Regions from separate parts of the Gadus morhua genome. Here region 2 is linked to region 1. A link is a contact called in public Hi-C data. All regions are on one chromosome and are shown on one strand. Each heading gives the region's core, a stretch centred on a gene start, on an enhancer-like site or on the middle of the called end of the contact. The rest is flanking DNA. Distances are from core to core; before and after follow the strand shown. Region 1 holds the start of LOC115558416 (ubiquitin-like protein 7). Region 2 holds the start of ube2q1 (ubiquitin-conjugating enzyme E2Q family member 1).

Region 1 (4,211 bases), core at 780-3,279:
ATTTATTACAATTTTATGAATGATCTAAAAAGCGAGCACTTGCAGATATGCGTGTTTACCTGTGAGGAGAGTCTGCAGGAGTACGCTATTACCACTTGACTCAGGGCCCACTTAAATAACACCAGTACTCACATGTCCAGCATGCTGGGGTCGGCGAACTGAACGAAGAGATCCTTGTCTTGCAGAACCCCTGCGAAAACACGCGCCAGACATGTGATGAAACAAAGGACTTGATTCTAGCATTGTGAGAGAAACCCCATCTCATGACGTTCCAAAGGCCAAGCAGGAACCACGTGCTCTTACCCAGAGCCACCGCATCCGACTTAAGGCCCGGGGTGGCCACGATGATCTGGTCCAGAGACTCCTTATTGGTCAGCATTTTAGTCACCTGGGAAGGGGGAACACGATTTACCTATGCTTGTTTCTTACTGCGGGCAGATTGCTGCATTCTGCTTCTTCACAATACAAATAATACAGCACAACATGGTCAATATTGGTTTGCTGCTAAGTGGGTTATAAAAACAACACGCAAACAACTCTATCTAGTGTTTGATCTGTAACTAGATGTAACTAGGTCAAATCACACAGTATTGTGGGAGTACCTTAACCAAGCCTTGAATAATAGTGCAGAGTACTATACTCGCAGTCACAATAATGCATATCCATGATGGTACTCACAGAGTCTCTGTAGGCCGTGTTGACAGAGTGCAGAGCCGCGTGGAAGACTCTGAACTCTCTCGCTGCCGTGGCCCGGTTCACAGGCTCTGAGGGCAATCAGGAGACACGTTTAGAGTAACACTGCCCTGCACACTGCAAACTATATGCAACATCTCAAGCGACATACCTGGGTTACAGTCAGTCTCTGGCCAAGTCTTTTTGAGAATGTGAAGGGTCGACTTTGGTTGAATTCCATAAGCGTCCAACGTTAGGTCGTCTTTCAGTTTGCGACCACAGTGGACAAGCTCTAGGAAACCACAAGGTAAAACAAGCTAATTTAGCAGGTAAAGCTAACTGCAGGACATAACAACATATGGCAACATACAGCTCAACTGCATGGTAATGCTGGCGTTAACAAACCTTTCGAATTTAGATAATCAACTGTTTTAAGGGCAGGTGATGATTACAATTTTCATTTAAATTGAATTTTATTTATTTTGTATAGCCCTTAATCACAGGTACAGTCTCAAAGAGTTGAACAGACCATGTATTAATGACAACGACAGGAATTAATGAAACAACCAAACAACACTAGATGCTGCAGGTTAGAAAGACCAGCATCGTTTGTGTAGGTCTACTACCTACACGAGTATTAGCTCTACTGGGCGGGTTGTTGAACTGACCTATCAGGTCGGGGTCGTTGACGGAGTCCGGGAGCTGGGCGGCCACCAGCTGCTTCAGGGTGGCGACCCGGTACTCCCCGGGGGGCACGTCCCCGGGCATCATCTCGGGGAAGTGGAAGGTGGATTTGGGCTGATCCACCACCTTCAGCGACAGCTGCCAGTCCACTGAAGTCATCTCCACCTGGGTGGCGACACGGAGGGACCGTGGTCAAAAAACCGACCAGTGTTAAGCAGCTATAGAGTCGGGGACCCCCGATCGCCGGTTCAGGGGGAGGGGGCTTCATCTTGCCCCGTTTAGGAAGTACTCCATACTAGAACAATCTGTTATGCCACCGACATGATGGTGTACATGAATATATATATATATATCAAACAGTGATGTTACAACATGTGTCTGTTATTATGTATATTAAACAGTACATTGTTTGTGTTATTGCTATTAGATGTGTGCTCTTTTATTTTTTTAAATAATGGCTGGTTGGCTGGATGGTACACAACACGAACCGCTAAATAACACCACCCCACTCACCAAAACATGCAGACGCCAACAATACTAGGGAGTTATAGCGAGGTTGTATCGCTACTCACCAGTGTTGTGTTGACGTCGTTCATTTCTGGGTTTATCACGTGGTCCAAAGCACCGAGACACGTGATCAGCTCAGCCAAAACCGATCATGTTTATTCGCTAATTTCTTATTTTCATGTTACATTTTTTTTTATATTACAGACAATTAAGCCAAATCAGAAAATACATTACGATAAATAAATACGTACAACGATTTATAAATACGTTCAACGTTCACACAGACCCCGACCCACACAAACAAACACATACTCACCAAATCATAATGTTAAACTCTTTAAATTAAGATATATGGAAATTAATCATCACATAAAGAACAACCACAGTTACGTCCCTGGTTGAAGAACGAATTAAAACCTGTTGGATAACACTGATTTTAAATTAGGCCTATATGAATGAACCATATGCATCTTAATGCATGAGGCGACTGAAAAAAACACACACACATGCAAACATTCAGCAAACAAACACACAGACATACATGCACACGCACAGAAGATATGATTTTAGCAGACGCGACATAAATGGTTAATTGCGGGGTCGGGCTGGTGGACCCCCGCCCCTCCTCATGACATCACCGCTGGACAAAGCGGCAAGGAGTGGTTTCACAGGGACGATCCAAAACCAAACGATAGGAAATAAAGAGTGGTACATTGGGGCAGATAAGTAGACAACCGGAGTAGTTGCACACTTTAGATCCCATTTTGGATATCCCGGCTGTTGGCTTCGGTCAGAGAAGTGTTGAGAGTGACACGTTGCTGGGAATGAACTGTTCCCCAAAATAAGATCAACCGCAAGTATCACTGCCGCTGGATGGTTGCTGATCCAAAACTTTTGCTCCTCTATCATGGTAAGCTTGATATATTACACTTAACTCTGAGCACGAGTATATTAAATGCGATGATCAAATCTGTATTTCCCCAGTAACAGTATAGCAAACATAAACAGGGATTTCCCAGACTGGCAACAACTGGGAGATACTCTGTGAAGTAAGCCTAAAACAGCGGTTTTCTATCGAAAGCTTATCATTAATTGACTTAATGGTTCGCTCAATGATAGGGCCTAGGAAAACACAGTTATCCCTTTTTTCCATTTTCCTCCCATGCAGCTGTTGCGTGGTGAAGGAAATGGACTGCGCCACCTTTCACATAAAGTTGGTACAACAGCATAACCACTGCCACAAATATTGGGTTTGCTACTTTCAATGGTCATTGGCACATTACAGCATAGGTCTACAACCAATAATGTGGTTTATTGGTATTATATAACTATATATACTTTAGTTTCAATATTATGTGTATTTCTATTTCTAATTAGTATTATTACATTCCCTAAAAGTCAGTGTATTTATTTAGTTAGATGTGTGTTAGGATGTTAGCATTTATTTAAACATATCATATTTTACAGATGTAAACATAGCCACAGACAGACAGACAGACGCACGCACGCACGCACACAAACACAACACAACACAACACACAGCAGGCTGTGCTGTGGTCACCACCTTAACCCTCTCTTTATTACGTTGGCACGTGGCATGTCTTTCTGATCAATATTATTACCCCGCCTCACGCTTTGCTACATATCCCAGTGAGACAGGAAGTAAGAGCTATTAAGAGATGCAGACAGGAAGTGAGCTTAGTCCTCCACACGCACCAACATGTACACACAAAGATGTAAATTAGGCCTGAAGCATTTGACCTGAAAGAAATGGGGCGGCAAATTTATAAAGTGTAGCCTAGTATTATGTCGAAAGTAAACTGGAGACATAATCTGGAATCGTAGCCTACATGGAACAATGAAAGATTGTCAAACTGCTTTTTTTGTCAAATGTTTAAAACTATTTTGGAAAACTTCTGAGGGCAACCAAAATCAACCCCTGGGGTTTAGATTTTTAATTAAGAAGGTTGAGTGAAAGCTAGATATGGATTGAGTTATTTCATAATACAGCTTAATGAAGGCTTATTGTCAGAGTAAAGTACACGCACATTATTGGTTTATTGTAAAAATATGGATAGCTGCCGTTAATTAATTAGTTAATAGGGAGTTAATTGGCCATGTTTTATTTAAATTGTAGCCAAAACCTTCTCCTGCTAGTTTTTACCTTTTTATCAGTGAACAATTCCAGTTCCCCTAATGTTGTGGTCATCTGGCCAGTCACATGGAGGGACAAAGAGAAGAACTTCCACTCTTTCAACAAATAGAAGTGGAAACAAGTTGGGACTTTCCTATTGGAACAGGTCAGAGAAAGTACCTTGACTCACACTGTGAAAAAACAACATACTTTG
Region 2 (4,211 bases), core at 860-3,359, 140 kb before region 1:
CTTTCCGTTGTAATGTAATATACAACAAGGAAAGTCCGCCACTTGCAGCCGTTCGGCCAAATGGCTGAAGAAATGAATTACGTTGTGAAGTGGAATGAAACCCTGGCCTTTCCAGAGAAACTGAGACATCAGCCAAGCTGCTGACCGGACCACATCAGCCATAATATCCCACATCTGTGTCCAACACAAAGTAAGTTCAGAAATTAGGCGGCTGGCAATTGACCACAATAAATTCAGCAAAATTGCCCCTCAGGTTATTGAACCTGCCGTATCCGTTAGTGAAAGGAGTGGAGACAGCTCTGTTCTCACTGCTGGACCAACAGTTTGAGTGCTATTAAGATAAGCTATGAGGCGTTGGTTGTCCAGATTACCACACCAGTCACCTGCAGGATTCACCACATGGCCCACCTTCATCAAGATGGATGGTCCCGCTAGAGTTATTACTGATTAGTTGGCCACCAGGCTTCTTATTGTTTTTAGACTGTTACTCTCATCTAAAAATGGGTGACTCAATTGTGTAAATCCACACTGGGGGAATGTGGTGAACCATTTCCTTCTCTGTGGCTCTATGTGACATGAATAATTCATGTTTCTTCGACAAAGAATTCCTTCGACCTCCAATCAAAGCCAAGTTTACCTTAGGGTCTGTTATTCCAATATTAGTAGAATAAGGAACATCGATAGTGTTGACTCATGAAAAAGAGTTGGAAATAAACGGTTTTCAGGGAAATTGTTGATGTGAGGGGAATGACTTTTAAAGCTGACCGTAACTGTCAATTTGAACTACAGAAAATTTAGATTTAAATACGTCTCTCCAAGCTCAAAAGATGTAGATGCATGTACCAAACACAAGTTGACCGTTACCTGTCATATTGAACTACAGAAAATAAATGCCGTTTGTGTCTGCTACCATCTAGTGGTAGGGCGAATGCATCAGTTCTCTGATCATATAATAGTGTGTTGTTACCCAACCCAAGTACTGTTGTCTTGTTTTCTTGGATCTAATCTTTTTCTGATCAAGAAAAGTTGATTGTACGATGTGCAAATTATTAATAATATGCCATATTATTATATCTAGAGCACTTTGTGCAAGTGTGAAGAATACTTGGACAGTCCAATTAGATAACACAGTGGGCATTTTAGTAACCCAAAACATGCCTTGAAGAATGAAAGGTGAAAAGGGTATTCAAGTGGAAGAATTGAGAACCTTCTCTTCTCTTCATCATCCCTCCCACATTCCAATCAGATGTTCATATGTGCAGCCATAGCACCAAGAACCTGCTATTCTTGATGTAAAATATGTTGATCCTTAGTACCATCTTCTTGTTCTTCTGCTAGGCACAACAGACAAAGTGTTTTTCATGCGTGGTACCTCGCTGATAGAACCTGCTCCCCAAAGGTTGGAGTCCCTATCGCTTTAGAAGGCACCTGAAGAATAATGTCTCCCGCCAACACAAGAGTTGCCAGTGACATAAGGACTAACGTTTGTTTCTTTGTTCCTTCAACCATCCTGTAGAAAAAAAAAGTATATATTTTTAACGTAGCTTTTAATGCAGCACTCCAATATGGACTGAAATGCCTGATCTTGAATCCACTGGAGAGGTTGTTAAACAAGTTGTCTGCTTAATAACTAAACATAAATGATTGCCACTATATGTTTTGCCACAGCAAAGATAGCAGCCAGTCAAGCCAAGTGTAGATATATTAACAACATAAGTTGTTGCATAATACTTGAAAGTAAAAGTATTACTGTCAAAAATATTCTCTTGAAAATAACTGGGCTTGGCTTTGAAAACTAAGTTCTAAAAGCCTTCTGATCTGAATGTACATTTTAACAGACAAAAGGCCACATACGGGGCCCCATTTAATTAAATAATTTGTTAATATTTTTTTGTATTTTATGCCTCATTTGGCCATTCCTATAGAGTATACAGTCTAGCAGGTAATGAAAATATGTCCCCATATTATGTTATTGTTCCTGAAGTCGTGCTATTTTAAGATTAGAAGGAGACGTCTGAGAAATGACAGTTTTAGAAAACAAACTTTCTGCCTAGAATCTCCCCCCCCCCCCCCCCCCCCTCGCGGTGCATGCTGGGACGCTGCGGGAGCAAGGAGCCGCACGACGCCATCTTTAAACCCCACAATAAGCTTCAGCTGAACACGGGTGGCAACGCAGCGAAACGAACCACACGTCGGACTACAAGTTGTGATCTTCGGACTGGTGGGGACTGTGTTGTGTTGGAAGTGTGACACTGAGCTACTGCTGGACCCTGCAGTGGACAGTAGAGGGCTGTGGTCCGGGAACGAGGCTTGCTACGATGCGGACGATCTAGTGATCGGACACAACAATAGACGACAACAACAAGGGGACGAGCCCGCTAGCATGTAGCAGGCTAAACTCGGAGCAAATCAGCGGAGGTGGAGCTAGCCTAGCTCGTAGCTTAGCGGCTAGCTGCTTCGTAGCGAGCTAATCAACAGCGGCAGACCCGCGAGGAGACATCAGACCGGACGGGTTGTTGACGATAACAGAGCACCTCGGGTGTAGTCGTCGTTGTGTTCAAGTTATTATTAGTTATCATAATTTAAGTGTTTAGTAATTGTTAGGACTGGGACGACGCGAGGCGAGGCTACCTCTCCCTCCTCCAGGCACCCGCCCGCTCCACCGCAACTGCCTGCCCGCCGATCCCCGTCCCCCCCCGGCGGCCCGGCCGGAGATGCGCGGTGGAACATGTCGGTGTCGGGGCTTAAGGCCGAGCTGAAGTTCCTGGAGTCCATTTTCGACCCGAACCACGAACGATTCAGGATCATCGACTGGAAGCCCGACGAACTGAGCTGCCAGTTCAACGTGACGGGGGAGAAGCTGCTGATTATCCACTGTAACATCACGGTGGGTGGATGGCACCAACCCCAGCCCTTGTTGTCCCCGGCTTGGCTAGCCTCCGTTAGCCTAGTTAGCTTCACTTAGCAGCTAGCCCCGCTTTACAAACAGCCACTGGGCTCATTTTTTTGTCGTCTTTGTGTGTGGGATGTTGAGTTGTGTTATTATGCGACCTGTTGGGTTAAAATGCGAAATGATTGTGTGTAGTGTTGTGTTGTGAACTTCAGATCGGAACGGATCAGTGTGGCAGGACGTTACACAACAGACAGTTCAAGTGCACAATCTGGTTCTATCAAATGTTGCTGCGTTGTTGTGTTGATGTGATGTAATCTCTATCCAGGAGTCCTATCCGTCCACACCGCCCATATGGTTCGTAGACTCCGATGACCCCAGCCTAACGCAAGTCTTGGAGCGGTTGGAGGATGTCAGAAGAGGCAATACATTGGTTGGTATACCGGTCTGCGTTTATCCACTGCATACACGGTGGTGGCCGGCTGAGAATTGTTCATTTCAGGCCCCAGCGTTTTTAGAAATCCTTTGTCATCACAATCTGTTGACATCGTTTTTGTCGTACTATGGTGACGTAATTCTGGGCTTTTGTAGACTTTATTTCCTGCTGGTGGGCAATGAGCCACCATAATGTTGTGTCAGTAGGTGCATTCTTCAGATTAGACCGACTGTACTTATTGCTTTTGAACACCCTATAGTCCACTTTATATAATTGTATTTATTCTGTGAGTTTGTTGTCAGCTATGTTGTGCTGGAATGTTTATTGCCGACACCTTGCACAATGTCTAATCTCATTATGTGCAAAATGTGACAAGTAGTATAGAAAAGTTAGATCAGCCTCTCTAAATAAACACTGGTTGTAGTTGTGGTGGTTTGTTGTTGCATTGATGGTTGGCAGATTGGGGTTAATCAAATTACAATATGTCCAATCTTAATAGTAATGATTTTTTTCATGCATAATTTTTTCACAAATAACTTATGTTCACAACTGGTTTATGTTAGCACTATGTTGGAATAACAAACAATTCAATGAATTATAAACTATAGATATATGGTGCAGTCCCTTGCTCTTAGTCAATACATGTCCTCCTTTCATTTTTGCTTCACAAAGCCATGCCGCAATCTATCTAGGCCAGAGACTGTATATCTGTTGTCCGATGTTTGTCACAAGACAGGCCTGTATCTCAAACATCCGTCTCCGTTTTATCCCCCAGCTTCTGCAGCAGCTGAAGAAGCTCATCTGTGATCTCTGCCGCCTGTACAACCTCCCCCAGCACCCCGATGTGGAGATGCTGGATCAGCCCCTACCTGCAGGGCCAGTGGG

What was found. Hi-C and Micro-C count contacts between places; a contact is called where the count stands out from the background.
Region 2: a Hi-C map of heart shows a contact between it and region 1, with 2.2 times the contacts expected there. The contact joins the promoter of ube2q1 here to the promoter of LOC115558416 in region 1. A contact is called at or near these places in 3 of 6 Hi-C or Micro-C datasets (blood, gill and heart).

Annotation. Positions count from the first base shown.
Region 1 is chr14:23,953,150-23,957,360 of gadMor3.0, reverse strand. LOC115558416 (ubiquitin-like protein 7) reads right to left here and starts at 2,029. Exons shown (of 11, transcript XM_030376516.1): 1 at 1,929-2,029; 2 at 1,341-1,521; 3 at 845-964; 4 at 679-764; 5 at 304-388; 6 at 133-190. The coding sequence starts at 1,952. cd276 (CD276 molecule) reads left to right here and starts at 2,467. Exons shown (of 8, transcript XM_030376522.1): 1 at 2,467-2,773. The coding sequence starts at 2,737.
Region 2 is chr14:24,092,306-24,096,516 of gadMor3.0, reverse strand. It overlaps ube2q1 (ubiquitin-conjugating enzyme E2Q family member 1), which reads left to right and starts at 2,109. Exons shown (of 13, transcript XM_030376519.1): 1 at 2,109-2,887; 2 at 3,219-3,323; 3 at 4,102-4,211. The coding sequence starts at 2,729.